Linked DNA regions of Mus musculus: all the other regions are linked to region 2. The links are chromatin contacts, called in public HiChIP or PLAC-seq and promoter capture Hi-C maps. All regions are on one chromosome and are shown on one strand. Each heading gives the region's core, a stretch centred on a gene start, on an enhancer-like site or on the middle of the called end of the contact. The rest is flanking DNA. Distances are from core to core; before and after follow the strand shown.

Region 1 (6,872 bases), core at 3,159-5,658, 130 kb before region 2:
CTCCACTGGACTCCTTCACAACCTAATGCAGCCCAGTCCCATGACTGGGAACCTTGCCTGGCTACCAGAGATGTCCAGTTCAGGCTGAGGGTTCTCCATGACTAGGTGTCCTCACTGGGGTCACCCTCAGAGATTCCAGGAAGTTCCCACTGCACTACATTTCCACCTCTTCAAAGACCCCAGTTTCAGGTGTTTTTCTTTTTGACAGGGACCTAGGCTCCACCCAGTGTTGCTACAGTGGCCTGAAGAATCTCTATAACATCTTAGAGTTCATAACCGTGGAGAATCAATTCCATTGCTTTTACTTTTTGAATTTTCGCATTTGCCCTCACTTCTGAATTATTATTTGAGCACAGACGCTTAGAATGATGAGCTGATTTCCTTTCATCTAAGTCCCTCAGTGCCTTTGACTGCCACTGTGTCATGGTAAATCAGGGGGCGTTCTACCCTCTTATCTTTGCTTCCTATCTGTGTGCATTATCTCTCCCAACTGCCTTTGGGGTTTCCTTTTATCCTCACTTTCTTCTTCTTCTTCTTTTTTTTTCTGCAAAGATTTGATTATTATATGTCATGGAGGAGACCATTGTGTGTGTATGCATGTACATGTATTGCTCATGTGTGTGTATGTATGTATGTATGTGCAAGCATGTGTGTGTGTGTGTGTGTGTGTGTGTGTGTGTGTGTGTGTGTGTGTAGGGAGCCTGTTTGTATTGATGTTGCCTAGGCTTCACTGAGTTTCTCTGAGTTGACAACATTATCCCACTTTAAACATTTGTCTTAAAAATTAAAGAAACTCACTTTTTAAAAGAAGAGTTTTAGGTTCACAACAAAACCATGTGGAAAATGTAGAATTCCTGCATAGTCCATCATCCCCTTTCACACACAGACTTCCACTGTCCCCATCCCACATCCTTGTGGTTCGTTTATTGCAACTGACAAACCAACACTGACACCTCGTTATCACCAAAGTGCACATCTCATTTTAAGGTGTGCTCTTGGTGCCACACAATCCGAGGGCTTTTACAAATGTGTGCTGACCCGTATCCACCACCATGGGAGTGCAGAGCGGTCTTACAGGACGGTCTTCCTGCTCCAAGAATCTCTCAGCTGTGTCTGTCCTCTTCCTGCTTTTTAGCCAACAACCTCTGATATGTTCACAAAACCATAGTTTTGTCATGGTAATATCACCTGCATATCATTTGCATATCATCTTTGCTGAGGTGATCACTGAAGTATTTTGGATTTTTAATTGGGTAGCTTTTCATTGGCGCATTTTTAGGGCTCTTTGCATACTTTGAGCAATGCACTTTTATCAGATATGTCTTTTGCAAACACAGAGTCCTGGCCTGAGACTTGCTTGCCCATTCTTCTGATAGTTCCTCAAGAAAAATTTTTGCACCCATCTCTCTTTTGTGGGTTTCAATTCTATCCGTACTATAAGCATTAGAGTTTCTCCTAGGACCTTCAGTTGTCATGATTTCAAGGGCTCTGTTTTCCAACTCACCAAACTTTTTTTTTTAGCTTCCTGTTTAATATTAATTTTTTCTGTTTCCATTTATCATTCCTATCTGATTCTTTTTTTTTTTTACACATTCCATTTTCCCCTTTGGGCTTCCCATTGGTTCATTCACAGCATATATATTCTTCCTTCAATCTTTGGGCATATTTCCAGGAAATGCTTTGAAGTATTTTACTTCTGTGTCCTACACCTCTGTCGTCATCTCTAGGTCTCTTTCTTTTGATTTTTTTTCTTGGTTATGGATTCTATTGTGCTGCTTTGTGTTTTAATTTTGTTTTTGAGATAGGGTCTTGCTATGTAGCTCAGGCTAGCTTCAAATTCAAGTTCTTGTTTCAGCCTCCTGAGTGCTGGGGTCCTAGATATCAGTACAACCCCACAATGATTTGTATTAAAAAAAAAACTTCAAAAAGTATATGCTGGATAGCGCAGATACAGCCTTGGGATCTAGAGTTCTGTTGACTTATTTTGAAGAGGATTTTTCTCTCTGGACAGCAATTCATTAATGAGTCAGCTTGGTTCTGTCATGGGTTGGTTTGGGGCTTTATAGGTGGGTGCAGAGGGGTTTCCCCTCGGGTGTCTCTGCTGAATGCAGGTGTTCAGTAAGCTCTCCCCTCTTCTATGGCACCACCATCACTCAGAACTGTGTGATTTCTAATACTGCAGCTCGGCTCTCCCACCAGGCACTCTAGAGAAGCCGCCCAGCCTTGCCCCGTGCATGACTAAGCATCAGCTGGGATACGGGATACGCAGACCCAAGTGTTCCACCCAAGTCTTCTAACTGTGCTGTAGCCCACACCCAAAATCCCCGCTGTCCCAGGAGCCAATCTCTCCTCTTCTCTGGTGAGACCTCTGTTGTGTTCCTGGCCATAATCTGAACTGAGCTCTGGAAAGTGATCTCTTGCAGAGAGGCAGAGTGAGGGTCAAACAAACCTCCTGAGTTTCACTTTTGCAAGGGCTACAGACTTAGCAACCATCAGCCAGCCACGGAATCTTGCATCTCCAGGCAGCCCTTCTTCCTGGGCTGTCCTGCATCCACACCCCTGGGGGTGGGGACGTAGATACAAACAGGGTCAGTGGAGAAAAGGAGCCTAGGGAAGGCACTAGGGCACTGCCAGCTTCATTTTGTTTGTAATTCCCCAGTGGAGCCCCAAATATGGAGGCAGCTGTGCTCTGTTGAGCTCTATGAAGAGGCAAGAGGGAGGGGCCACTGGGGAGTGCAATTAGCTGACGGTTTGAGACTGATGAAGTGGATAATGAGAGGCGCTAGGGCAGGTTTTCATGCTAAAAAGAGATGAAAAAAACCAGAGAGAGACAGACAGACTATTACACATATTACCTGCTCAGGCCTGGGCTGCTCTGAACCACTAGGAGGCCAGGGAGCAGAGAAGGCAAGCCCAGACCAGGGCCTCTTTCCCAGGTGTACTCTTGGGTAAGTTTCTTCTTCGTTAGCCTCAACATTACCTGCATGCAAATGGTCTAAGTCTCAGGCCGAGCATCCTTGGCCTTTATCTCCTTCAGTTGTCCTAAAACAATGCCACACTCAGTTCAACTGTAGCCACCTTCCAGATAGGTAACCTGGGTACCAGGAGAAATAGGATCTTTCCTAAGAGTCATTGTCAGTGAGTGATAAAGCCAAGCTCCTTCACCTTGCTTTCAGTCTCACACTCAAGGGAACTTAGCTTGTGGTCCAGCTGTGTAAGTCAGACTCTGCAGACAAAGCCAGGCACATCCCATTTCGTTGGCCTTATTCTGGGCTGTCAATCATTCCTAACAATACCTGTGAGTAAGGGACCAGCATCACCTGCCTTTCACATATGAGGAAGAAATGGTGGGATGTGTGCAGAGTTTGATCAAATAGCCTCTCTTTCCATGTAGAGGAACAGCATAAAAATGGGTTAGACCTTTATGTAGGGGCTAGAGAGCTGGCTCAACAGTTTAGAGTGCTTGCTCCGTTAATCTTGAGAACTAGAGTTCGGTTCTGAGCTGGACATTCTCCACCAATGCCTATAACCACAGTGCCTAGCTAGTGGGTGGAGACAGGAGGACTCATGGTGCTTGCCAACCTCCAGCCTGGCTGAGACCTAAGCTTCGGGTTCAAGAAGAGACCCTGGACCAGTGGGGAATAATGAAAGGACACCTGGTGCCTCTACCGGTGTCTGTGTGCAGGCTCAGACATGTACATCTGTGCCCATGACCCTCATACTCATATGGACACACACACATAAATAAATAAGTTCTTAAACCTTCGCATAGCAATTTCATACTGAGTGCATACTACATGTCGGGGGCTATGAACTGGTTCCTGAAATAAAGCCATGAGTTAAACAGATGAAAAATCCCACCTGTGTAAAGCTTACATCTTAGTGAGCAGCCAAACTGATAGTGGACCAGTGAGCAAGCCGAGAGCCACCAATAAGGAGGAAAATCAGGCAGGGAAGTGGGAACGGAGAACGTGAAATACAAGTTGGAATTTGGGGCACGATTCACCGAGGTTGTGGATTTTGCAGCAAACCTGCCAGGGTCCCTGGATATCCTACTGAAGAGCACGCCTGGCTGGGAAGGCCCAGAGGGTCTAGGCTGCAAGGTGGTTCAGGATGTCAGCTAGGGGTCATGTTTCTCCTGAGGCTGAGAGGGAGGTTACGGGCTCTGGGACCCAGCAAGGTGGTGGGGGAGAGAGAGGAGAGCTCTGTGGCTGGGGCTGTGGTAGCAGGGCCGTGGGGACATTTTTGATCATCGTGCAGTTTGGTTCTAGCCTAGTAGAAAATGAGGGGTTGACACATTTTGAACAAACAAGCAGCCTTTCCCACAGATCCTCTTGCCTGGTGTCAGCAGTGAGACAGGCAGGCCGACCAGCTGGAGTCAGAGCTGACGGTGGCCTAGGGCCAGGTTGGTAGCAGCAGAAGTGAGAGGAAGCGATGGGATCCAGTTACGAGTTTGAAAGCTAATAGATTAGATGTTGAAGGAGAGAGAGAAATGTGTCCAGGCTTACGTCGGTGCTGGCTGCCAAGCTTCTGTGAGGATGGGGCTGCCTTGGTTGGTCTGAGGAACAGGCTTCCAGGAAAAAAAGAGGAGTTAGGCTATGCAGGGGGTTGGGGCGGGGCTGTCTGGTGATCTGTGAGATGTCTCTGTGAGGACAGAGAGCAGGCACTGAGGGACTAGAAATCAGGAAGGCCCTGTGAAGGGCCAGAAGAGTCAGGTGGGAAGGATCTGGAGAACCCTGTGGGAGGGGACAGGAGAGCTGTGTGGGAGGAACCCACAGAGTAGGGCTGGATGGGGGTGTGAGGTATGGGGTATGTGTGTGTGTGCGCGCGTGCGTGCGTGTGTGTGTGTGTGTGTGTGTGTGTGCGTGTGCGTGTGCGTGTGTGTGTGTGTGTGTGTGTGTGTGTGTCCTTAGCTCTTTCTCTGGCTGAGAGGACTGCTTTGTTCAGGCAGGTGGCTGACTGCATCAGGAAAGGGCCAAGAGATGATCCCGACAGCTTAGGGCAGGAACTTTGACACTCCTACCTGCCCAGGGTTTGTCTTCTCTTGGATTTCAGACACTCTGGTACCCATGGGTGGATCTGATACCAAGCCCCAAAGCATCCCACCATTCATCTCTCTCTCTCTCAGCCCAGGACAGCCAGTCTGTAGCTGAAAGAATTCACTGCAGACACACACAAAGAGGGAATACTGCTTATCCATCGTGTGCCTTGGGTCTGGCATCTGTCACTCTGGACTTTGCTCCTCCATCTGTTGAATCGGAACCAACTGTAGAACCAACTAACTGTAGAGTTTGGCAAATAAGGCTTAAGAGAGAAAACGCCCACTGTGAGACAGGGCAGTAGACAGTGGGATCACATTCTCACCAGGTCCAGCAAGGTTAAACACAGCATACCCTTTCTCGTCTTCATTTTTCCTCTTTCTCTCTGCTCTTCAGCATTCTACATGCCAAACGATGGGTCCCCTGAGAGGTATCCCTGTTTCCCTGGCACTCACCAATTAGCATCTTGATCCGGCACAGTGTCCAGAGATGTAATAAATTGGTGCCAAACAGGAGCAGAGTTCCCACCTTGTCTTTGCCTGTGGATGGGCGCTAGAACCTCCAGGGTAGACTCTTGCCACTGAGACCTTGCAAGAATGAAATAAGGTGTTTCCAGGAATGAATTTGACACAGTGGGCTCCAATCAATACCACAGTGTGCACTTGAGTGCCATCCTATAGCTTTGCTCAAAACTCGTTCACCTAGAGTTTATCTGGATCAGAGGCCAGCAAATATTTGCTATAGAGGTCTGGGGATTAAATATGATAGGCTTTGCAGGGTAGAGTCTTCTTCACAGCCACACATCTCGGCTTCACAAATGGGCTGGGCTGTGCTACAGTCTCACTTCCTAAATCATGCCATAGCTGGATTTACCTTGCAAGCCAGCTGTAGTTTTCCAACCTCGGTCTGGTCCAATCAGATCATTTAACACAAAAATGAAAAAGAAGTGCAGAGCTAGCAAGCCATCTATAGGGCAGGCAGGCAGGCAGGCAGGCAGGCAGGCAGGCAGGCAGGCAGGGAGGCAGAAAGCCTGACTCAGGAAAACTTGCTCTCAGTCTTCTGTGAGTCAGTTCTCTCACTGGTTTGCATGATAGTTGCCTATCAAACATTCATTGGATTGGTTCAGTGTAATGATACATCTTTGACACCACATTGAAAGCTTTAGAATTTGACATTTAGAAAGATCTGGGAAATGGCATGGGGTTGGGGGGGGGGGGAATCAATGGCTGACCTAGAGTCCTCCCAGTGAGTCAGGAGGAATTCCTGGTTCCCAGTTCTGAAGGACACTGTCAGGATGACAAGGTCAGCCTTCCGTGGGACAACTGCTCAGAAGCCAGACCGCTCTTCCTTAGGCTCCCCCCAAGAAAACAATTCTCCAAAAAGAATCTCATCTATTAATGTGATTATTAATCTGGAAAAAAAACCTTACTTCTCAATAAAATGAGTGTATGACAAGACAGATGTAATAAACCTGGTTAGGATTTATGGTGTGCCCAGGCACCGCCGTGCAGAAGATAATGTTCCCCTGTAACGTTGATTTGCTGGATGAGGACCATGTAATTTATTCTGTCAATGTACATAAGAAATGTTATCTGTGTGCGGAATGACTGATGGCCCAATGAAAGCTGGCAGGGAAACAAGTGAAACAATTTGGGCCTTAAAAACATAATCACCTAATGATCACATTCTCGTGTTTGTGATGTTCAGTGCGGGCCGTACCTGTGGTTGCTGTCCATTCCTGGGATCGGTTACCCTTGAGCTTGGCACCTGAGGGCGGCAGGGACCTTCTGGTCCCTGTAACAGCCAGCCTTCTCTCTCACTAGGCCTCCACTC
Region 2 (6,892 bases), core at 1,777-4,276:
AGTGAAAGGAAGGAAGGAAGGAAGGGAGGGAGGGAGGAAAGGAAGGGAGAGAGGGAAGGAGGAAAGAAGCTAGCTGTGTATGTCTTTGGACTTTTTAAGCTTAGGTTCGTCATCTGTAAAGTGGAAAAATAACAAAAGACTGTCACAGTGTGTCATGGGGAGGATCAGATGGAGTGACAGACAAGGTTGTGAGTACCTTTCCTGGAACGCAGAAAATGTATGGTAATCAGGAGAGTCCTGGCTGTCATTGAGGCTGGTGTGTGTGTGTGTGTGTGTGTGTGTGTGTGGTGTGTAGCGCATCCCACCCGTCCCCCATGGCGGAAAGGGATGCTGCTGCTGTTCATGTGGAAATGCCCTAGCATCACACACAACTTGGGTCAAGAGCAAATGTCAGGTCCTGAACTGGGGATAGCAACTTCTACCCAGATCTACCCCAGCGTTCCAAGAGGGGCTCTCAACCCTGCCTGAGCCATATACAATCACTGCAGCCAGGAGGCTGTGCCCACTGCAACTTAAAGGGAGCCAGAGACCAGCCTCCATCCTTGGTTACGGAGACACACTGCTTAGGGATGCAGTTGGCTGGGGTGCCTGCTTCCTGGGGGTGCTGGTGAGGGGACTTTGAGGACAGAGCCATACTCTCACCTTTGGGGGAGTTTAGATCTTCTTCATCCATGTACGACTGTGATACCACCTCAGCTAGCTTTTAGGGAGACTGCCCCCACCCTTCAGGGCTCCTTCCTCCAGCTGGCCTCAGAAGTGTTCTTCCCTCTAGCCACACCTCTACCTTTCTGCTTCTTCCATTTCCTGCTAAGCCACATGTCCTCTGTACCCAGTCCACTCACATGCCACCTTTAGAGTTAGTCAGCCTTAGGCACTGGTAGCTGCTCTCTTCTCAGCTCTTTCCCTGTCACTGTCAGGGCATAGGATTATCTTCCTTCAAAAACACAGCCAGGTCCTTTCCCTTCCGGGAACCAATCGAACAAGCTGTGGAATCTGAGGGTCAGGCAATGCGCTGCCAGGGTGTGTCTCCGGTGAAGAGGCTCTCAACTATGTCCCATGGATCCTCTGCTCCCCTCTTCTGCATGCCTCCTTGCTAGGTCCTTGTGGGCCTATCCTGTAAGATCCCATGGAGAGGGGGCAACTGCGGATCCTGACGCTGCCGATCTGTGTGTCTTTGCTTCTTTGGGCAAATTCAGAGGCCCGATTGGGGAACTAGCCATTCTGGCTCCAGGGAAGGCCCAAGCATGGCCTATTCAGAGACCTCTGCATAACAGCTGATCACCTAGGATGTCCCGGAACTCGTACACACGCCTCTCTTTTATTGGGCAGAGCCCAGGAACCCTTTGCTCCCAAGGCCACTGGTGCAAGTTCAGATGGGAAGAAGTCCCTTCCTAATTGCTAATTGGCTACACTGCCTTATTCACAACTCCACACAATGCCTGGAAGCCCTGCGCCACATAGGGCGGGAAAGAAAAGACGGCAAAATTAACAGGCCTGTTTGGAGCGCAACGCATTATCTATTTGTAGGAAAATTAAAGATTTGCTCTTCAGATGTAGGGGGCCATGCTCTTACCAGGCAGCTGGCAAATGGGAGAGATTGGAAATGATTGAATAGATCAAATTATTTAAATGAGAAAAATAAATTCGCACACAGCCTAGCCGCTGCCCGGTGACAGATCCGTTTATTTATCTACTGTATCGGTACCGCTTTGTCTCTGTCAAAAAGGTCATTAAACTCGCCTAGCTGCGTAATTCGCAGCCTCCTGCTCCTGCCTCGCTTCACAGCCCTTCTCTTCCCTCAGCACCCAGCGCCACTTGAAAAAAAATTTATTATTGGTAATAAACAACATTTCTTTTTAACCCTTTCGGCTTCCCCCCCTGTGTATCCTACTCTGTCCCATGAACAATACAGTTTCTCTGTATTGTTTCTCAGGAGGAATCCGGGAGGGGGCTCCAGTTCCTCCCGCATAGTTGCGGAAGAGGACTGAGAACCCAGCGGGCTCCAACTCCAGCGGCCCTCGAAAACGAAGGCTTTTGCGAATTTTCTCAGTAGTCCTCCTACTGATGGTGCGTGGTCAAGTCCTACCTTCCACGCAGAGGGTCTGGCCTGGTGTCTCCCTCACGGTTAGTTTCTGAAGCTCCGCATTCCCTAGTTCAGCTCCTACGGTTCTCTGATTTCTACTCCCAACCCCACTCCCTAAACCTCCAAGCCCTGGGCCAGCCCTGCTTTCCCAAGGGCTAGAGATCAAGAGTGAAAAACAGCTCCAGGTCAGTCTCCTGCCGCCGCCGTCCAGCCAGCGTCGGCCGCGTGGGAGCTGAAAGGCGAGGCTCCGCAGACGGCAGGCTCCGGGTCTCGCGGCTCTCGGCGGGCGCGTCTCTTCCAGCTGGTCGGGCCGCTGGGTTGCCGCCGTCTCCCAGCTCCTGGTGCCAGCTCCGCCGCTTTACGCTTGGCTCCCCGGCTCAGTGCCTTGCCCTGGGGGCGGCAGGGCAGATGGGGACGCCTCAGCTGCGGAGGATAGTCTCCATCCTCCGGGTGTCCCCCCTCCCAAATCCTGTCCAGGGTCCCTTTCCCCGCCCCCTGCGCAGGTGTGAGCGCGCAAGTGTGCACCCGGGCGAGTGTGAGTGGGAAGCGTGTGTGCGCGGGGGAGTACGCGGAGGGAGCGCGGGCGGCGGGCGGCGCGGGAGGCGGGAGGCAGGGCGCGGGGGAGGGGGCTGGGAGGGAGTGTGTGCGCGCGTGCAACTCCACTCCGGGGCTTTGTGCGAGCCCGGGCGATAGCATCAGCGGCGGCTGGAGGAGGAGCGGCCGGAGACGCGTGCAAGCCCGCCCGGCAGCCGGGGCAGGTGGGAAGCCCGCGCGGGAGCCGAGCCGACGCGAGCCGGAGACGCCGCAGCCGAGTCCGAGCGGAGCCCGGGCGGAGCCCAGGAGCCTTCGCTCGCGGGCGGCCCGTGGGCGGCAGCCGAGGCGGGGCGGGCGCCGGCGGGGCGGCCCCCCAGTAAGATGTGCGCAGCGCCGCGGGGCGCCCCCCACTCGCAGAGGCGCTCCGGAGCCGGGCGGCTGGGCCAGGCGGCGCCTCGGGGGCTGCTGCGCGCCCGCGCCTAGAGCTGCCGCCCCAGGGAGCCCGCCACGGCCGCGCCCCGGGCACGCTCCGTGGCGCCCAACGATGACCGCTCCCTGGCGGCGCCTCCGGAGTCTGGTTTGGGAATACTGGGCCGGGTTCCTAGTGTGCGCCTTCTGGATCCCAGACTCGCGCGGGATGCCCCACGTCATCCGGATCGGTAAGGGCTCCCCTAGAGCCGGGGGTCTCTGCGCGCTCGGGTGGGGACGGGAATTGGGGGATAGTGGTGCTCTGAACGTGATCCGAAAGATTGTCCCAACCTCCCTCTAGGCTGCAGGGTTCGGGTGTCTGCTGGGAGCTCTTAGAGGGGGAGGACAAAGTTCCAAAGCCCGGGTCGCGGGGCCTTACGGGGAAGAGGCAACCGGGCCGCGGTGGCTAGGGAACCTGGATACGCTCCGGGGTAGGCGACGCGGTGGAGTGTGGCGAAGGTTCTAGCCCTAAGCCAGCGCCTCGGGGGAATTTCGCCGCGACTGCTGGCAAGGATGGCCGCAGACCTAGTTCTGGGACTGGCTTCTGCGCAGAGTGGGAGCCCTGGGGAAGGCGCCAACTTCTCTCCCCCCCACGGGCACCTCGCTGGAGCAAGGGGTACAGGGGATGGATTCGCCGGATTAGGATGGCGGATTTCCTTGCCCCTAGTTGGCCGAGGCTCGGGGCAGGAGAGGGTCAGTCCCCTGCTTGTCGCTAGAGCAGGTCCCCCAGGCCCAGGCCTCTTTCGATGAGGAGTAACCGAGACTGGGAAAAGGAAGCGCAGGAGGCAACCCTGCGCAGCCGGGGACGAGGGTTGCGAGTGGCTTTTAAAGTTAGCCGAAATCCCTCCGCAGCTGGCGGCGGCTGGCAGTCTGCGCGCGGCTTTTTGGGGCTCTGGCTTCTCGGCTTCTCTCACCGCTGCAGATTTCTTACTCTGGGCTTTAACTTTGTTGTGGCCGCCGGAGGCACCCTGCGTGGCAGCGCTCAGGGCTGGGCGGGAGCCCACGCGAGTCTTTAGCCCACTCACTTCTCGGGGCTGAGCTAAGCTGGGCTACCCAGGAGCCATCGTTACCGTGGGCGGCCCGCACCAGGCCGGAGACCTGGGCAGCTCGGGCTCGCGAGACACCAACATCTGGTGCGCAGCCTACCGAGCTCTACCGAGACAAGGCAACCTTCCTCCTCCTCCTCCAGGACTCTCTTCAAGGGGCTGCCTTTGCTTCTGCAAGAGCGGACTTTATGTGGCCGGCAGTGCGACGAGGATGCAGGAAACTCGGGCCAGGCTTGGTTTATGGGTACTTGAGGTTTCTCCTAGGAGGCAGTCCTCTCGTTCACTCTACCCGGAGCCACGTCCACTTGAACTCAGCTTCAGAACGGGAACAGAGAACGATCCTCAGATCTGCAGATGTTGAGGTCTTCCAGTGCCTACAGTCCGATTCCGGACCAGGATGGGCAGGCACAACACCCTGAGGCTCCTAGGGAAGGGAGGGGGGGGGATCTGGGGACAGACCTCACAGTCAAGTTTAACCCTTTGAAGTCCAGGTGTCTGGGCTGCCACGAATGTTTCCTGTCTATTACTGCCCCAGAACTGGCTTGGCCACCATTCTAGCTAATCGTTTAGTAGTGGGCCACCGCTTTTTTCATTTTTATTATTTCCTCTCTCAGTCCTTGTGGTTTTGGGGGACCTTCATGGTAGAGTGTCCTTGAGATAGAGAGGGGACCTCGAAGGGTGCTGTGTTTCCCCCACCCCCACGCTTTGCAGGCCTGTCTTCCTTGGTCTTTCCCCTCCAGAGGGTGGGGTGGGTGTGTTTCCAGCCCAGTTTCAGGAATGGAAATCTTTAGAAGCCTAGAGAGACAGGAACAGGTTAACCACAGCCTCAGAGATATGGGCTGCAAATGGGCAGGGTAACTAGACCTCACCTGCTCTTGCCACTGGGACAGTATATAGAGGTCTGCTCATTGCCCGGAGAAAGAACACATTCCAAACCCGTCCCTTTCGTGAGTCACAGTGTAATAGCGCAATTAGGGACGGCAGAGCCCCCTCTCTTCTAATCTTCTTCATATTAAGCCCTAGGATTAATTAGCGTGTCGGCCCAGACCATTTATATCCAAGAGCCCTGCCCTATTTGACTCCCAGCCCGAGGACTGGGGTGCTGTACTGATGCCAAACGTGACTACTGGAGCAGGGCCAGCTTTGGGTGGAGGATGGGAAGGATTTGAGGCCTCTGGGCTTCTTTGGAGCTGCCTGTCCTTCTAGAGCTTGAAGTTGAACCTCAGCTGGAGGTAGAGCACCAGGAATAGGGAAGCAGAGTGAGGAGGAGGAAGAGGAGGAGGAAGAGGAGGAGGAGGAGGAGGAGGAGGGGAGAGGAGGGGAGGGAAGACATGCTGCAACCCAAAGATACTACTGCCTTGGCTAGGCTGGATGCAGTCTCTCTATCCCCATCTCTGGGATCTGAGGCCTCTCTCTTGGCTGGGGCTGCAGGGATCGAGGCCCTGGAAACTGAGCTTCTCTGAAGCATGCTGGGTGCTTCTGCTGGAGCGGCTGGAGCTTGGAGCCCGAATCCCTCCTCCAGCAGCCAGGCGTCGTCGCTGAGCACAGGACCAGAGAGGGTTTACCTGCAGGTGCAAGATGGGCTCTCTGGCCTGGGGAGGGTGTTCCCCGCCCCTTCTCTTTGTGCCTCTTTTGGGGGCTGAAATTCCCTCCTAGACAAGGAGATGGATCGCTCAGCAGTGTGACAGAGTGTTCAAACAATCTGTCTTGAATAGATGAATTGCACTGCTCTGTCTTTTTGTAATTGTGTCTATCAGAGGGAGAGGTCAAGGCATTGATTGCTTGGATGGTTTGCAAGTAACAAAGGAGAGTGAGGGAGAGAGAGAGTAATTGGATTGTAGTCTGCGGGAAAAAATGATCATTGATTATTTTATATGAATATGTGGAAGATGTATTCTGTGTGTGATTATCAAGGGCTGCCATGGAAGAGGCATATTGTTCTGCGTTTTACTATTATTGTCATCATTATTGTTGTTTGGATGGATCCAGGTCTTCAGTTAGGATAAGCAGTTAGACTCTGAGCCTTGTCAGCCAAATGAGATTTAGTGACCTTCCATTGGGGACTTGGATTTATAGGTTTATAATCTACAAGCTGCAGCGGAGGGTTGATGGACATAGAGGACAGAGGCTTGGATTTCCTCGTCTTTCTGCTCTTAATGAACTGGATCACTTTGATAAAATTCTATTCTTCTTCTTTCCACATTTGTGCTCAGTTTCCCCTTATGTACACAGTTTGGTTGACATCCTAACTGTGGTGTCAAGTTCCCTTTAGAGTGGACTGCCAGGAACGGTTATCATCAATGCAGGTCTCCTGCTTATATCTTTCCTAGGATTGAGGGCTTCTTGGAATCTGAAAAAGGAGCCTGGCAGTAGTAACAGCAGCTGGGGCAACATGGAGAGTCGTGTGTGTGTGTGTGTGTGTGTGTGTGTGTGTGTGTGTGTGTGTGTGTGATGAGGAGCTCGGTAGCTGGCCTTGATCTCTGGCCAGCCAGTGGGGGGATTCAAAGCCAAATGACTGCAGAGACATAAAGCAGGTGTAAGGGGGTGGGAGGGAAGGGCACGCCTGGCTCTGCGTTCTTGGAGGCTTCACAGTCAGGGCAGGGCTAAGCAGTTTCTGAATGTACAAGGTTCCAGCAGCCCTTCTCGGGACAGTGGGACAGTGGGACAATCCCCCATGTGCCCCTCCTTTGATCAGATCATCCAAATTGTCCCAAACATCCGTCTCCGTTTGAGAGTCACTGCATGTTAAACAATGAGGAAT
Region 3 (6,658 bases), core at 2,281-4,780, 150 kb after region 2:
CAAAATGGGCTTCTACCTCCTTGGGAGGCTTGGCAAGCTGATTAGGCCCAGGGGCGAGAGCAGAGCTTGGTTGGTGTACATCTGGAGAGAGTGGCCATCGCCACTCTTCAGACTGCCCTCCCACCCACATCTGTCAGCGGCCTCTCAGCACACCCAGAATGACCACCTAGGATCCTGTGCTATCCGTACTAACATCAACCTCTTGCAGTCACTGGGACCAGCCCACCTGCCGGCTCCAGATGGGTCCCATCCAAAGTCTGAGAACAGTTAAGGCCATTTAAACCCATTAGAATAATTAGTTGCGGTCTGAGATCAGCAGAATTATGGCATCCTGTGCCAAAGAGAGCACCGGCACGCTGAGCTGCCTAGCCTTGGAGCCAGCCCCACCCTGCCTCCCTACCATCCTCCATTCGGGGACCTGGAGCCCCCACCCCTGCAGCCTTACCATCCTCTCGATGAGTTGATCAGTAAGAACACCAATCACCATTCTTCACCCAGCATGTGACCTTCCTCTTCATATCTGGCTTTGATACAGCTGGCTTGTGACCTCAGGCGACAGCTCAAAGAGATACTGGGAGTCACGGGGCTGGTAGAAGACAGGATGTTTGGAGTAGGATTTCTAGAAATCAGATGTTTGAGCTAGGTCTTAAAGGTTCGATAGGAGCGCATCAATGGTTGAGGGAGAGAATAAGGGTATTCCACACAGAAGGAAAAGGGTAAGCAAAGACCAAAATGCAGGGATGTGTTAGAGTTGGCTCACACTGGAGTTGGAGATCCAGCCATGTTCTCACCGCTCCGTGTTGTAGTCTTAGCTTTGCAGTCAGCCACTGTCAGATTTATACCTCAGCAGCGGGCCACCGCTGTCGGCGAGGGTTCTCTCCAGCACAGTATAGTCACCCCAACGCCCTGATTGTCACATAGCCCCTGTTCACGGCACCCTGTGCCCATGCAGAGCTCAGGGCCACCTTGCCCATCCTGCTGGCTATGAATCAGACCTAGGTGTCTGATGGAAGTACCTTGGGGAGACAGGGACTGAGGGCTAAGAGCAGACACTTTCTCCCTAAGGGCGCCCACCTCACCTCAGTCACTTTCTGCCATTCTGTGTCCTGGACAGTCACCAGGGGCTTAGGACAAGGTGCTTCATCTCTGTCGGGGCTCCGGACCAAGACTAGAGAAAGCAGCACTCTCATGCCCCACCCCTACCCCATGCCTCTGCAGAGATGCCGCTGCCCATGGATGTCAAGATCAAAGGTCTCGGAAAAGGCATTCTAGCACCCTAGACCTCTCGTCTTGCACCATGCAGTGCCCCATGCATCCTAGATCTTGCTTCCCTAACACAGCTGTTCATTTACCCGACAGCCACCAACAAATTCTGAGCTCCCGGGCTCTGAACTGGGAGGATGGACAGCGATGGGCCCGACCTGACACAAAGCTCACACACAAGCTCTGCAACTTCCTTCTGTGCAGCAGGGCTGTCTGTAGAGCCCACAGAGTGCCTGGCCCCCGGGGCAGGTGTTCTGTGATGCCTGAGTGGGAGATGAGTGGATGAATGGCCGCCATACAAATTAGGCTGCAATCAGCAAGATCAGTTCTCATCATCCCTTGCAACAGGCAGCTAAGATCATGGGCTACGGTGTGTCTGATTGGGATGAAGATACTTCATTTGGAGAGGGAGATGGCTCAGTGGTTAAGAGCACTTGATGCTCAAGCGTGAGAACCGAGTTCAAATTCTCAGAACCCAGATAAAAAAGCTGGGTGTGGCTGTGTGCACACTTCAACCCCCAGCAGCTGAGCACAGAAGATTGCTGGGGCTTCCTGGCTCCACATTCAGTGTGTGACCGACCCTGTCTCAAGGGAGTAAAGTGAAGAGCAATAGATCAGACCATCCAACATCTTCTTCTGGTCTCTGCACAGATGTGTATATACAACATATACATCATATACATACCGCTCATACAACACCACCAAAAAATGATGCTTCAGTTCCTTAGACAGGGCTCCTCCCTTCTCTTTGCCTCAAGCCTGTATCTTTAAAACATTGATGACAGCAATGTCACTTGATGAGGGTGAGTGTCCAGAGCGTGGAAAGTGGGAGATTCTTGGAACAACACTTGGCACTTACAACCATGTAAGGGTCAAATTAACTCATTAAGCACCTCCTGCTTTTGCTTCCTGTGTGTCCTCCATCCCTCAAAACAAACCTCAAGGGAGCTGTGACTCTCCCATTTCCCCAGAAAAATGGAAACCAAGGCTCAGAGAGATTACTCAGCAAAAGTAGACAGCAGGTATGGTCCCCAGCGAAAGCTTGCCAGCTGCCAAGCCCTCTTCCGACAACTGTCACTGTAGAGTCCCTAGCCTCCTCTGGCAGGTAGACTCTTCCTGATATCTGGCCATTATAGTCCAGCATAGTGATTGACACTAATGGGGTAAACAGAGCTTCACGAATCCCAGCAGTGCCCATACTTCAGGCCTTGCCTGCTTCCTCTGATTTCCCCTTCCAGGCCACCAAGGGAGAGTGTGCTATCTGCTCTGCACCAAATGATCGAAAAATGGCATCTGGGACATCACATGTCTTGCCCAGAACTCAGAACAGATCATTGATAAAGGCTTAGGCTCTTAACTCTGGGTCTTGCCCTGTGGCCACTCCAGGGCACTGTTCTTCCTCCCACCCCTTTCTGAGCACAGGAGACCAGGCTCTTCCAGGGATATGTGTCCTCCACAATACGAGCAGACAGCTTTATGGGGGTGGGGGGGCTGTGTATCATGGGTCTTCCACGGCAATCCCAGGACACTGCCCCCATGTGTCAGGGCATCCGCTGTGTCCCCCTAGGTCCTCTTCCCTGATCACAGCCCATTGCCAGCTTGAGGGTCTTCCTTCCAGCCCTGTTGGCTCAGGGCTCTGCCTCGTGACTCCCCCTTTTCATGCCCATTGGTCAGTGGTGGCTACACTGGGGAGGGCAATGGTATTTGGCATTTTATCTTAGGAAAGGCGCATCATCAACCTTTCCCCCCTCGAAAAACCTCTCCAAAGTCACTTCTCCCACGCAGAAGACATTTTAATCACCCCAGCCGCCATTACCGATGCCAGGCAGCTTTGAGCCCTTCCCAGATAACCCTGTGCTAATCAGCCACGGCTGAGCCCCCGGTGCATGGCATGAGGAGGTAAGAGCCTGGAGGTGAAAGAGAGAGAGGGAATTATAATAAATTAATAGATAAGCAATCACAATTAATGCCACTTCCCGGCAATAACAGTTACATCATGGGAAAGATATTTTCATCTGTCGTTCCTTGAGGCCATGTTTCCCGAGCATCGGCTTCTCCCCATTCAGACCCATGGGGTGCTAATGAATTAGTCTATTATGTTATGCTGAATGTTTCTAAAAGGTCCCCAGTCGACAGTGAATTCAGTGTGTCAACATTTGGCATCGGAAATGCAACTTTTTGCCAAGCTGCAGAGTTGCCCACAGTTCACCGTGTTGAGCACTTAGGGTCTTGGCCCCGGGGCAGTTTGAACAAAAAAACACGAAAACAAGAGCTGAACAAAGAGGCCTCTTCTCCAGCTCCTCCATGCCACTGCCCTCATACCCCAGGGATGGGGGTGCTCTGTGCCACTGGGCATAGGAAACGCACGTCATAGAGAAGCCCAGACGGGAGTCTGACTTGGAGGGAGTGACTCCATGCCCTGCCACCCACTAGAACTTACATCTAGACTGTCCCCCGTGGCCTCAGCTCCTGCTTTGGATACTTGTTCCATAGCTGGTGGCAGTAATTTTGGAGGACCTTAGGAGATAGGGCCAGCTGCTGTAACTAGGTCCTTCAGGGTTACACACAGCCCCTGGTTCCTGCCACACTTCCTGCTTCCTGCTCCACCATCATAGGAACACTTATTTCAACACATTCCCACCTCTCCAGTGTCCACTGCTTACTCTCCCTTCCCCTGACTATGATAGGATCCAAGTCTCTGAAACCCAAAGCTAGAATAAGCCTTTATTTGCTTGAACTTGTCTGTCAGGGATTTTGTCACAGCCCTGAAAAAAAGCAATCCCATGCCCCCATTGCAGCTAGGCACCAGGCAGAGCAGCCTCTCTAGCACGTGAGCCTCCCCATCAGTGGTTCTCCATCTAATGCTGCGACCCTTCAGTACAGTTCCTCATGATGTGGTGACCCCCAACCATAGAATTATTTCATTGCTACATCATAACTTATTTTGCTACTGTTTGAATCATAATATAAATATCTGATATACATGATATCTGACATGGCATCCCCAAGGGGGTCTTGACACACAGGTTGAGAACCACTGCTCCCCACCAAAGCAGAGATGCCATCCTTCATACTGAGTCAGAGGCCCTGGGAAGGCTACTAATTGAGCCTCTGTCAAGTCTTGGCAGAGCCTCACACTGAGATGGGTGAGCATTAGGCATGGTCCCAGCAGCTCAACTCCAGCCCCAAACTTACATACACACTGCAAATCGACAATCTGCCTCACTCTCCAGGCCTTCCTGGAAGGGGCTCTTAGGCCTGGGTCTAGAAGCAGACTTCTATCAGTGGCTCACCCTTCTTCCCAGGCAACTCACCGGCCTACTCCCAACTCACATCCTCACAGAGAGCCTCCTCCAAGGAGACGGTAAACATTGAAACAGTCAGGACGTTGCTAGCCTAACTGACACTTCTTTCCACAACCGGGGTCAAGAATGCTTAGAAACCCCATGTTGTCACAAGAGGGGCTCAAAAGTGCCTAAGAGTTCATAAGGATGTCAGACCCCAGACCTTAACAGTCGCTGCCTGTTAGGAGGAAAGCCTGGGGTCCCAGAACCAGAGCTGGATCATTGATAGACTTGTGTCTATGTAAAGGAGCGACCAAGGGGCACTTCCAGGAAGGACTGCTGCTTCTCTGAGTCTCAGAGAACAGCGCAGACACTTTGAGCTAACCCGGTCTAGTGGCTGGGATATATCCAAAAGCATCCAGCGTAGAATGAGAAGCTCTGGCAGGTAGGGCAGGGCAGAGGAAGGTTCAACCTTGGTGGAATGAAAACTGGGGATGGGCGTGGGAAAGCAAGATGCAGAAGCAGAGCTTCTGAGCAAGTGATGTGACAGAATGCCATAGTCTAAGTAAGCCACAAGCAACAAGAGTTTCTCTAGCTCACAGGTCTGTGAGCTGGGGAGTCTTGGGGACGTGGCACTGGCCTCCAGTGAGGACCTTAGTCTTCTTCCTCATAGCATGGTGGGGGAGCCAGTGGACAGTGGGTGGACCAAGAAGTTGGCCGGACTCCTTTGGAAGCCTTCCTCACCTGCCTCACCCACAGCCTCTTGATGTGTTGCCGAGGGCAGAGCCCTTGGGCTCAGTTACCTCTTCTGCAAGCCCCACCCCCCACCCCAGTGCTCTGGCGTGATGGCTCCCAGACTCACTCTCCACTGAGATTGGTACCATTTACCATTGACACCCTCTGGTCATCTTAGTGTTGACTCCCTTCCCTACATCCTCTGCTTCTACCTAGCTTCCTCCCCATCCTAAACACTGGCCTAGAAGCAAGGCCATATAGTGAGTTGTCCCTTGGTATTCACAGGATTCATATCAGGACGGGGAGAGGTTGGCTCCAGGACCCCCTTTGGATAGTAACTTCTATAGATGCTTGTCACAGTTAGTGTATCTACTGCTGTGATGAAACACCATGGCCAAAAGCAACTTGAGGAGGAAAGGGTTTTTGTTTTGCTTTTTGTTTTCTATATCACAGTCCATCATGGATGAAGTCAAGGCACCAACCCAAGCAGGGTAGGAACCTGGAGGCAGGAGCTGATGCAGAGGCCATGGAGGAATGCTCCTTTCTGGCTGTGTTTCTCTCATGGCTTATTCAGCCTGGTTTCTTACAGAACCCAGGACCACCTGTCCAGGGGTAGCGCCACCGGCTGTGGGCTCGGCCCTCCCCATCAATCACTAGTCATGACAGGACACCATAAACTTGAAATTTTTCAATTGTGGCTCCTTCTCAAGATAATTCTAGCTTGTGTCAAGGTGACATGAAACTAGACAGCACAATGCTCAAGTCTCTTATATAAAATTGCATTGTATTTACATATTACTAATCTGTGCTCTTATCGTCCTTAAATCAGTACTAGATATCTTACAGGGCACAATGCAATATAAGTGCTGTGTGGTTCGCTGTACTGTTATGGAACTATGGTGAGAAAGAGTCTGAATATCCAATATACATGAGCAATTATGTGCCTATACACATGTATACCTATAGAACTAGAACCATGGAGAGAGAGAGAGAGAGAGAGAGAGAGAGAGAGAGAGAGAGAGAGAGAGAGAGAGAGAGAGAGTGGTTGAATTCACAGATGCCCATGGTCTTGGAAGCCTGGCCCTATTTGTTTGGGCAGATTAGGATGAGACTTTCTTGCCTGAATTCCAAGACCTCTTCTCTAAAAAGGAGAGATAAGTCCATGCCCTTCCATAAAGGGTCCTCCTGGGAATGCGGGAGGAGCATGAGTTTAGCACCAAAATGGAGCATCCCAGAGACCATAGGACACCCAAGCATTGTGCGAGGTCTGCTCTGTGGGCTCCAGCCTGTATCCCTTTTGATGACCAGAGGCTGGCACTGGGGTAGGGGTGGAAGTGGGATGGGCTTCAGGTCAAGGTGTTAAGCAGCTCGGTGAG
Region 4 (6,108 bases), core at 996-3,495, 140 kb after region 2:
AGCTGAAGCAGAGACCATGCTTACTGCCTCTCTTTCTGAGCTCAGCATGCTTTCTTATATAATCCCTCCAGGAGTGACACCACCCACGGTGGGCTGGGCCCTCTTACATCGTCCATCAAGACAACAGGCCTGTCTGATGGGGGTAGTTCCATATTTGCCATTCCCTCCTCCTAGGTGTCACTAGTTTAGGTTAAGTTGACAAAACTAACCAGCACACCTAGCGTGCACCTACACCTAGCGTGCACCTACACCTAGCGTGCACCTACACCTAGCGTGCCCAAAGCCATTGCCAGTGGTTTGGCCTGATCTACAGATGAGAGAAAAGTGTGAACCAGTTCCTGGTGTGCCGAACTCACTTTCCATCGCTCCTGATAATCTCGGTGGGAGACGAACCTTCACCCTCTACAGGTCACAGCCAAGATGTCAGGAAGTCTCATCAAAGGACCAAGAGCTACAATAGCAGGAGGTAGTAGTCAGAGGGCTTCCTGGAGTAAGAGGTATCTAAGCTATGCTCTGAAGGATGGTTGGAAACAGTAAGGGCAGGGCAACATGGAAAGTAGGGGGGATTTGCACGATGGCCAGTCGATGCACTCAGTCATCCTGAATGAGCGTTTACTGTGTGACTCGAGTTAGGGATCACAGGCTGAGAAAGGCTGAGGTGGCCGGTCCCGGCTACTGCGAGACTTCCATCTATCTTTATTGTGGTTGGAAATCTGGGCCCAGGCCTATGAACTCCAGAGAATGGTGCAGGAGGAGAATACGACCTTGGCTTGGCCAGGGAGTACTCAGAAGAAACAAACCTATCTAAACCAGCTCAAGACAGCATCCCTGGCACCCAGATCAAGCCAGAGACCAGCCAAGTCCATCTAGACCTCTGGGAGCCCGTGTGGCCATGCTACCCATGTGTGGCTGCCACCACTCTCTGCTGTTGCCATGCACTGACTTGGCCTGGCCTCAGAGGTCACGGAATCAGAATCACTCAGCATCTACATTTTGAGCATCACTTACTGGGTCTCACACCCTGTGCCTGATAGTCCTCTGTGCCTGATAGTCCTCTGTGCCTGATAGTCCTCTGTACGGTTGGCTCCGGCAGCACTCCCCATTCTACCAGAGGAACCATTGAAAACCGCATCTCACTCTCCGTGAGCCCTTGGGTTGCTCCCACTCGGGAGTTACTAATGCAGAATTGCTGTGAGCAGCCCTGTGTTTATCTCCCAGGGCGTGGGTACCCAGGTTTGTTGAGTTTGTTTTTAAGAGTTGAAATATGGGGTCACTGTGTGCAGCCAGACAGTTTCATAGGTGGTTGTACAGATCTGCATTCCCACAGCAGCGCACAGTGCTGGCAGGTGTTCTACCTCTGTGCAGACATGCTTGGAGGTCAGTTAGACTTTTAAAGATTTTGCCCACTCTGCTGATTTGTGAAGTGGTTATGTTATTGTGGCTTTCTTTTATATTTATCTGATGATTCTCCTTTTAATGGGGGAAAGGCCTCGTGGGTCTCAATGCAGGAGGAAGAACTAATTCAGCCAGAACAGGTGGGGTAGTTGGCAGTACGTTTTGTCTTCCATGTCCCGTTGCCCGTAAGACCTAACGTGCTCCACAACGCTCTAGTCTGAATGTTGAATAAGTCATTTGAATATTCCTTTTCTTTTTTAGAACCTTTCAGTGACCTTTTCAAAATTGAGCTGTTTGTCATTTCCTTGTTGATTTAAAGGAGTTCTTTGCATATTCTAATAAGAGTCATTTTGGGGCAGTGTGAATATATACATTTATATATGTTTTATATTAATTACATGTGGGGCTGTCTTTAATACTCTGTTAGCAGTTATATCTCATGAGAAGCAAAGTCCGATTTATTAATCATTCTCTTTGTGTGTTTGGGGTGAGAGGTCTCTGTCTATCCTAAAGACCATCTCCCTTGTTTTCTTCTAGGAGTTCTGTGCTCATGTCTTTCGTGATTGGCTCTCTGATCTGTCTTAAGTGATTTTCTGTGTATGGTGAGACGTGACTGTTGAGATTTGTTTCTTGTGCACGAAGCTGGTAGGATGGACTCAGCATCAACACAGCAATGTTTGGATGTGCCTAGACATCTGCCAAGCCTAGTGCCAGATGGATGTCTCTACTGGCCAGATTCCTGTTAAAAACAAAAAGCTAAAGATGGACAAAGGGACCATCTACATGAGACAGACAGATTGGCACATAATTAAACAATGGAATTTTAATCAGCCATAAAGGAACAGACTCACGTAGGAGTGGAGCCCCGTGGTAGAGAGCTTGTCTGGCATGTGCCCTGGGTTTCATTACACACGCGCACACACACACACAGATGTGGACAGGAAGTGCCTTAGTCTATGGCACTCTCTCAGTTTTTCAAGTCAGGTAGCCTCCCCATTCCACAGATGGAAGCATCTCTGCCTGAGCCTCATGACAGTTCTTCAGCGGGGGCAGCTCCCACTGAACACAGCCTCCCCCCTCTTCTCTGGCCTGCCCTTGTTTGGATCTTTGATTTTCCAGGCTGCATTCCTTAGGAGCTTCATTAGGACTCTTCCAAGAAGATGCACTTAGGCCTAATTCTGAGGAATCCAGTGGTAATTAATTGTTTCTAGATGGAAGTTACCTCCACCTTCCCTCCCACCCTCTGAGCTGGATCCAGCCACCTTAAGTCACGTGGGGCAAGGGGATGCAGCAGCACAAAACCTGGCACCTCCTACCTACCATCTCTGGCTGAATCAGTCCTTCCTCCTGCTGGAGGCCCAGGAGGCCTTTTCCTCATTAAAGGAACTTTCACTATTGCCTTTATTTTGAAATGTTTTGTGGAAAATTAAAAGAAGAGAGTCTGCCAAGCAGGCTCTGAGCCAGCAGCCCAGAAAGCACTGTGTTTTCCGTCCAAGCCTGGCCAGAGCAGGCTGGAATCGACCCAGCGCTCCCCAGACTCCTCTGACTGCACTTATTCTCTGGGTGGCTCAATTCCTTTTAAGACACAAATTGATTGGGATAATTTCAGCTATAACTACAATTGCCATGGAAGGGGGGATGTATTCAGGCTGGGGACTCCTACAATGACTGTGAACCATCAAGTTACTGTAAAATGACCAGAAAATGGATTCAAAATTGAAGCCACAAATAATGTAATTGCTGCAGTGTATGCACAGGACTGCCAGGACAAGGTTAGCTGCTGCCCTGGACACATCTGGAAGCAGAACTGCTGTTGTTGCTGCCATGATAACCCCTGTCCTGGGCCTTGCTGATAGCAGAATCCTTCCATCCTGGAAGATCCTCAGAGGATGGAAGAAACATGGAGTGACTAGAAAACGGATTTAGAGATGGGACCAGGAGAAAGAGGAAGTGGAGATTGGAAATGAGCCCACGTAGGTCTAGACGCTGCACCATTGGGAGAATAGGGCCCAGTGTGGACATTGCTATCATCTTTCACCACCACAGATGGCAGTACCACAATTCTCGTCATCCCTGTCTATGCTATCCCCTACATCCCTGCCTCTGTTGTATCATCTCCGTCATTGCTATGGCAACATCTTCATCTACTGGTACTGTGGTCCACAGCATCCCTATCCCACTGGTACTATGGTCCAACATCAGTATCTCAACACTATCTTCCGCATCCTATACTTTGTGCCTGGTCTGCTGTCCCCTGTCTCAGGCAAACATGAGGCTCAGCCCTTGGTCCAAGATAGGAGCATCATAAAAGGTGTACATTGTAAGGATGGAAGATATGCTGCATCCTTGGTGGCCTGTTTCAAGGTCAGAGCAAAGTGGAGATGCATGAGGAAGAATTTTTTTGGAGCAGTGCAGGGGAAAGACACAAGTCATTCCGTCAAGTCTTCAGTCTGAACATCCTAGCAAGGGTGTCTATCATTTAGAAAAATTATCAACATTTGTGGGGGGTGCATGTGCACTTGAACACATGTTTTGCATGCATGTATGTAAAAGAGGAGGGATGGGATAGGGACCACTGCATTCATCATGGGAGGAGAAAAAGACTTTGTTTAACAATGTGCCAGCCTTCCTAATGCTTCGGTATTTAGTCTTGGAGGCCTTGTTTTATGGATATTTAAAGCAAAGTCTCCTTGAGGTATAGTGCTTAGAAGGTGTGGGGATTTGAGTTGCTATTAAAGGCTGGGCAGTGATGGCTTCCTTAATAAGACCTGCAGATGCAGAGACCTGGGGAAAGGAAAGAGTCAGATGGATAGCTGAGGAAATGAATGAGTGTTCTCACTGTGCTTGGGGAATGTCCTGGAAGCCAGCAGGGCTATAAGGCTGTGAGGGAGACAGACAAGAGTGGGAGATGAAGAAGGGAAGTAGCTGAGGTCATAGGAACAGGGCTGAGGAAATGTTGCAATATGTCTTCTAGGACCACTCTAAGAACTTTGGCTTTTATGCTGATGGAGGTCACAGGAGTGACATAACCCTTATGACCCAGAAAGGTTCATTCTGGCTGCAAAAATGCTGAGGAGATGACAGGGTTGGTGACTGGCATCTAATGCAGGAAAATGGTAGTTGTGCCTTGGTTCAGGTGGGCATGGTAGGGTGGCATCTATGCCTGCTTGGCTTCTGGGTATGTCTGTTGTTTTAAGTTAATAGATGTGGGAAGACACAGTCCACTGTGGGTGGCACCACTCCCTAGGCAGAGGCTCCTAAACTGTATAAGAGCAGAGAAATTGAACTGAACGCAAGAAAGCAACTGAACATGAATGTATTCATTTCTCTCAGCTCTTGACTGTGGATGTGATGCGAGTGGCTGCTTGTAGCCACTGCTGTGATTTCCCACTACAGTGGACCTATAACTTGGAACCGTGAGCTGAAATAAACCCTTTCTCTCCTGAGTTGCTTTTAGGATGTTTTATCACAGCAACGTAAATGAAGATAGAACAGAGGTCTAAGAGGCATCTTAACTATGCAAATGATATCACTGAAAGAAAAGGGAGATGTTTGTGTCAGATCTTAGGGAGCAGACCAGGGTAGAAGGCAGAGGCTGGAAGCCCCGGTCAGTAGATGTTTGCTTCCTGTTTGTCTAGAAGCTGGGATATCACTTACAAAGACATCATGGTTGAGTAGCATGGTTACTGGGTCAGTGTGCTCCACCACTGGTCTCATAATTGTCTCTTCTTACCTCCTTGGTGTCAGATGAAGGAGAGATCGTTACAGCCCCATTGCTCAGATGAGGAAACCGAGACTTCATGAGTTGTTCTCACCCCTCTTAAAGTTCCTTCCGGCTCTTTTCCCCATGCGTTTATGGGAATGTCAAAATCACTGCCCACTCCCAGTGCACATAGCACCACATTGACCTGTGTCACCCTCCTCTGTTGTAGCCTGTGACCAGTTGGCACTGGGTGTTGTAGCCATCTTTGGGCCATCGCAGGGCTCCTGCACCAATGCTGTCCAGTCCATTTGCAACGCCTTGGAGGTTCCCCACATCCAACTGCGCTGGAAGCACCACCCACTGGACAACAAGGACACCTTCTACGTGAACCTCTACCCTGACTATGCCTCTCTCAGCCACGCCATCCTCGACTTGGTCCAGTCCCTCAAGTGGCGATCAGCCACCGTGGTCTATGATGACAGTACAGGTGTGTGGCTAGACCTGTCATGGCTCGGGGGAGGGAGAAGGAGGGGGAGGGAGCAGAGCCCCAACATTAGTGTTGTCTGCTTGCCTAGCACGGCTGCCTCTGAGGAGAAGGTCCCATCTCACACCAGACACCAACAGCAGCCAGTTACATCGATGCTTGCCCATCCGGCCTCAGCAGCCTCACGCACACCTTATTCTATCCTAGCCTGGCTCACACCTGACTCTCCCCTCTCCAGCATGCCTACGTCATCTTCTGCAGCAGTGCTGAGACCTGTACTTGGCGCATGCCATATCAAACCTGGGCTCACACTCCCATGGCCACCCAACACCCACCCACACTCCCACATCCCTACCCTCTCACCTGCAGGAGGCATGTCCGTATTCTCTGCACCCATCCACAGTTTGCTCGAAGTGTGCCCTGGCTTCCTGTAAATCCCTGTTCTCCCGCCTGCTGGCTGGGTTGCCAGTCTGTGTCCTCAACTCCTCATGGGGAAGCTATGGAATAGAGAGGGAAAAGGGATAGT

The links. Promoter capture Hi-C pulls out the DNA fragments that hold promoters and counts their contacts. HiChIP or PLAC-seq counts read pairs in DNA pulled down with a chosen protein or histone mark.
Region 1: a contact with region 2 is called in a promoter capture Hi-C map of hippocampal neurons, with 5 times the contacts expected there. The contact joins the enhancer-like site here to the promoter of Grik3 in region 2. A contact is called at or near these places in 9 of 39 promoter capture datasets (the 3T3-L1 cell line, 3T3-L1-derived adipocytes, embryonic stem cells and 5 more), 2 of 484 Hi-C or Micro-C datasets (the N1E-115 cell line and nephron progenitors), 10 of 115 datasets of contacts at active chromatin or transcription factors (SST interneurons, VIP interneurons, differentiating embryonic stem cells and 3 more) and 2 of 9 other capture datasets (embryonic stem cells and pancreatic islet).
Region 3: an H3K27ac HiChIP or PLAC-seq map of oligodendrocyte precursor cells shows a contact between it and region 2, with 5 times the contacts expected there. The contact joins the enhancer-like site here to the promoter of Grik3 in region 2. A contact is called at or near these places in 6 of 39 promoter capture datasets (HPC-7-derived erythroid cells, cranial neural crest, embryonic stem cells and 3 more), 3 of 484 Hi-C or Micro-C datasets (cardiomyocytes, cerebellar granule neurons and embryonic stem cells), 14 of 115 datasets of contacts at active chromatin or transcription factors (astrocytes, cardiomyocytes, embryonic basal ganglia and 8 more) and 2 of 9 other capture datasets (embryonic stem cells and liver).
Region 4: a contact with region 2 is called in an H3K4me3 HiChIP or PLAC-seq map of forebrain, with 2.3 times the contacts expected there. The contact joins the enhancer-like site here to the promoter of Grik3 in region 2. A contact is called at or near these places in 11 of 39 promoter capture datasets (HPC-7-derived erythroid cells, cranial neural crest, embryonic stem cells and 5 more), 23 of 484 Hi-C or Micro-C datasets (cerebellar granule neurons, cerebral cortex, cortical neurons and 1 more), 18 of 115 datasets of contacts at active chromatin or transcription factors (PVALB interneurons, astrocytes, embryonic forebrain and 8 more) and 1 of 9 other capture datasets (embryonic stem cells).

Annotation. Positions count from the first base shown.
Region 1 is chr4:125,352,238-125,359,109 of GRCm38.p6, forward strand. No RefSeq gene overlaps it. Among named protein-coding and RNA genes, the nearest start is that of Gm40247, 26 kb to the right of the region's middle. Within about 2 kb of position 4,409, at least 11 of the 459 cell types and tissues checked have an H3K27ac peak or open chromatin away from gene starts, as enhancers often do. A contact at or near this core is called in the N1E-115 cell line and hippocampal neurons, where this site is marked.
Region 2 is chr4:125,487,670-125,494,561 of GRCm38.p6, forward strand. It overlaps Grik3 (glutamate receptor, ionotropic, kainate 3), which reads left to right and starts at 3,027. Exons shown (of 16, transcript NM_001081097.3): 1 at 3,027-3,276. The coding sequence starts at 3,162.
Region 3 is chr4:125,641,896-125,648,553 of GRCm38.p6, forward strand. The region is part of intron 5 of Grik3 (glutamate receptor, ionotropic, kainate 3); the gene reads left to right. Among named protein-coding and RNA genes, the nearest start is that of Gm32807, 85 kb to the left of the region's middle. Within about 2 kb of position 3,531, at least 32 of the 459 cell types and tissues checked have an H3K27ac peak or open chromatin away from gene starts, as enhancers often do. A contact at or near this core is called in astrocytes, oligodendrocyte precursor cells and stem cell-derived neural progenitor cells, where this site is marked.
Region 4 is chr4:125,626,941-125,633,048 of GRCm38.p6, forward strand. It overlaps Grik3 (glutamate receptor, ionotropic, kainate 3), which reads left to right. Exons shown (of 16, transcript NM_001081097.3): 3 at 5,328-5,585. Among named protein-coding and RNA genes, the nearest start is that of Gm32807, 70 kb to the left of the region's middle. Within about 2 kb of position 2,246, at least 12 of the 459 cell types and tissues checked have an H3K27ac peak or open chromatin away from gene starts, as enhancers often do. A contact at or near this core is called in forebrain and stem cell-derived neural progenitor cells, where this site is marked.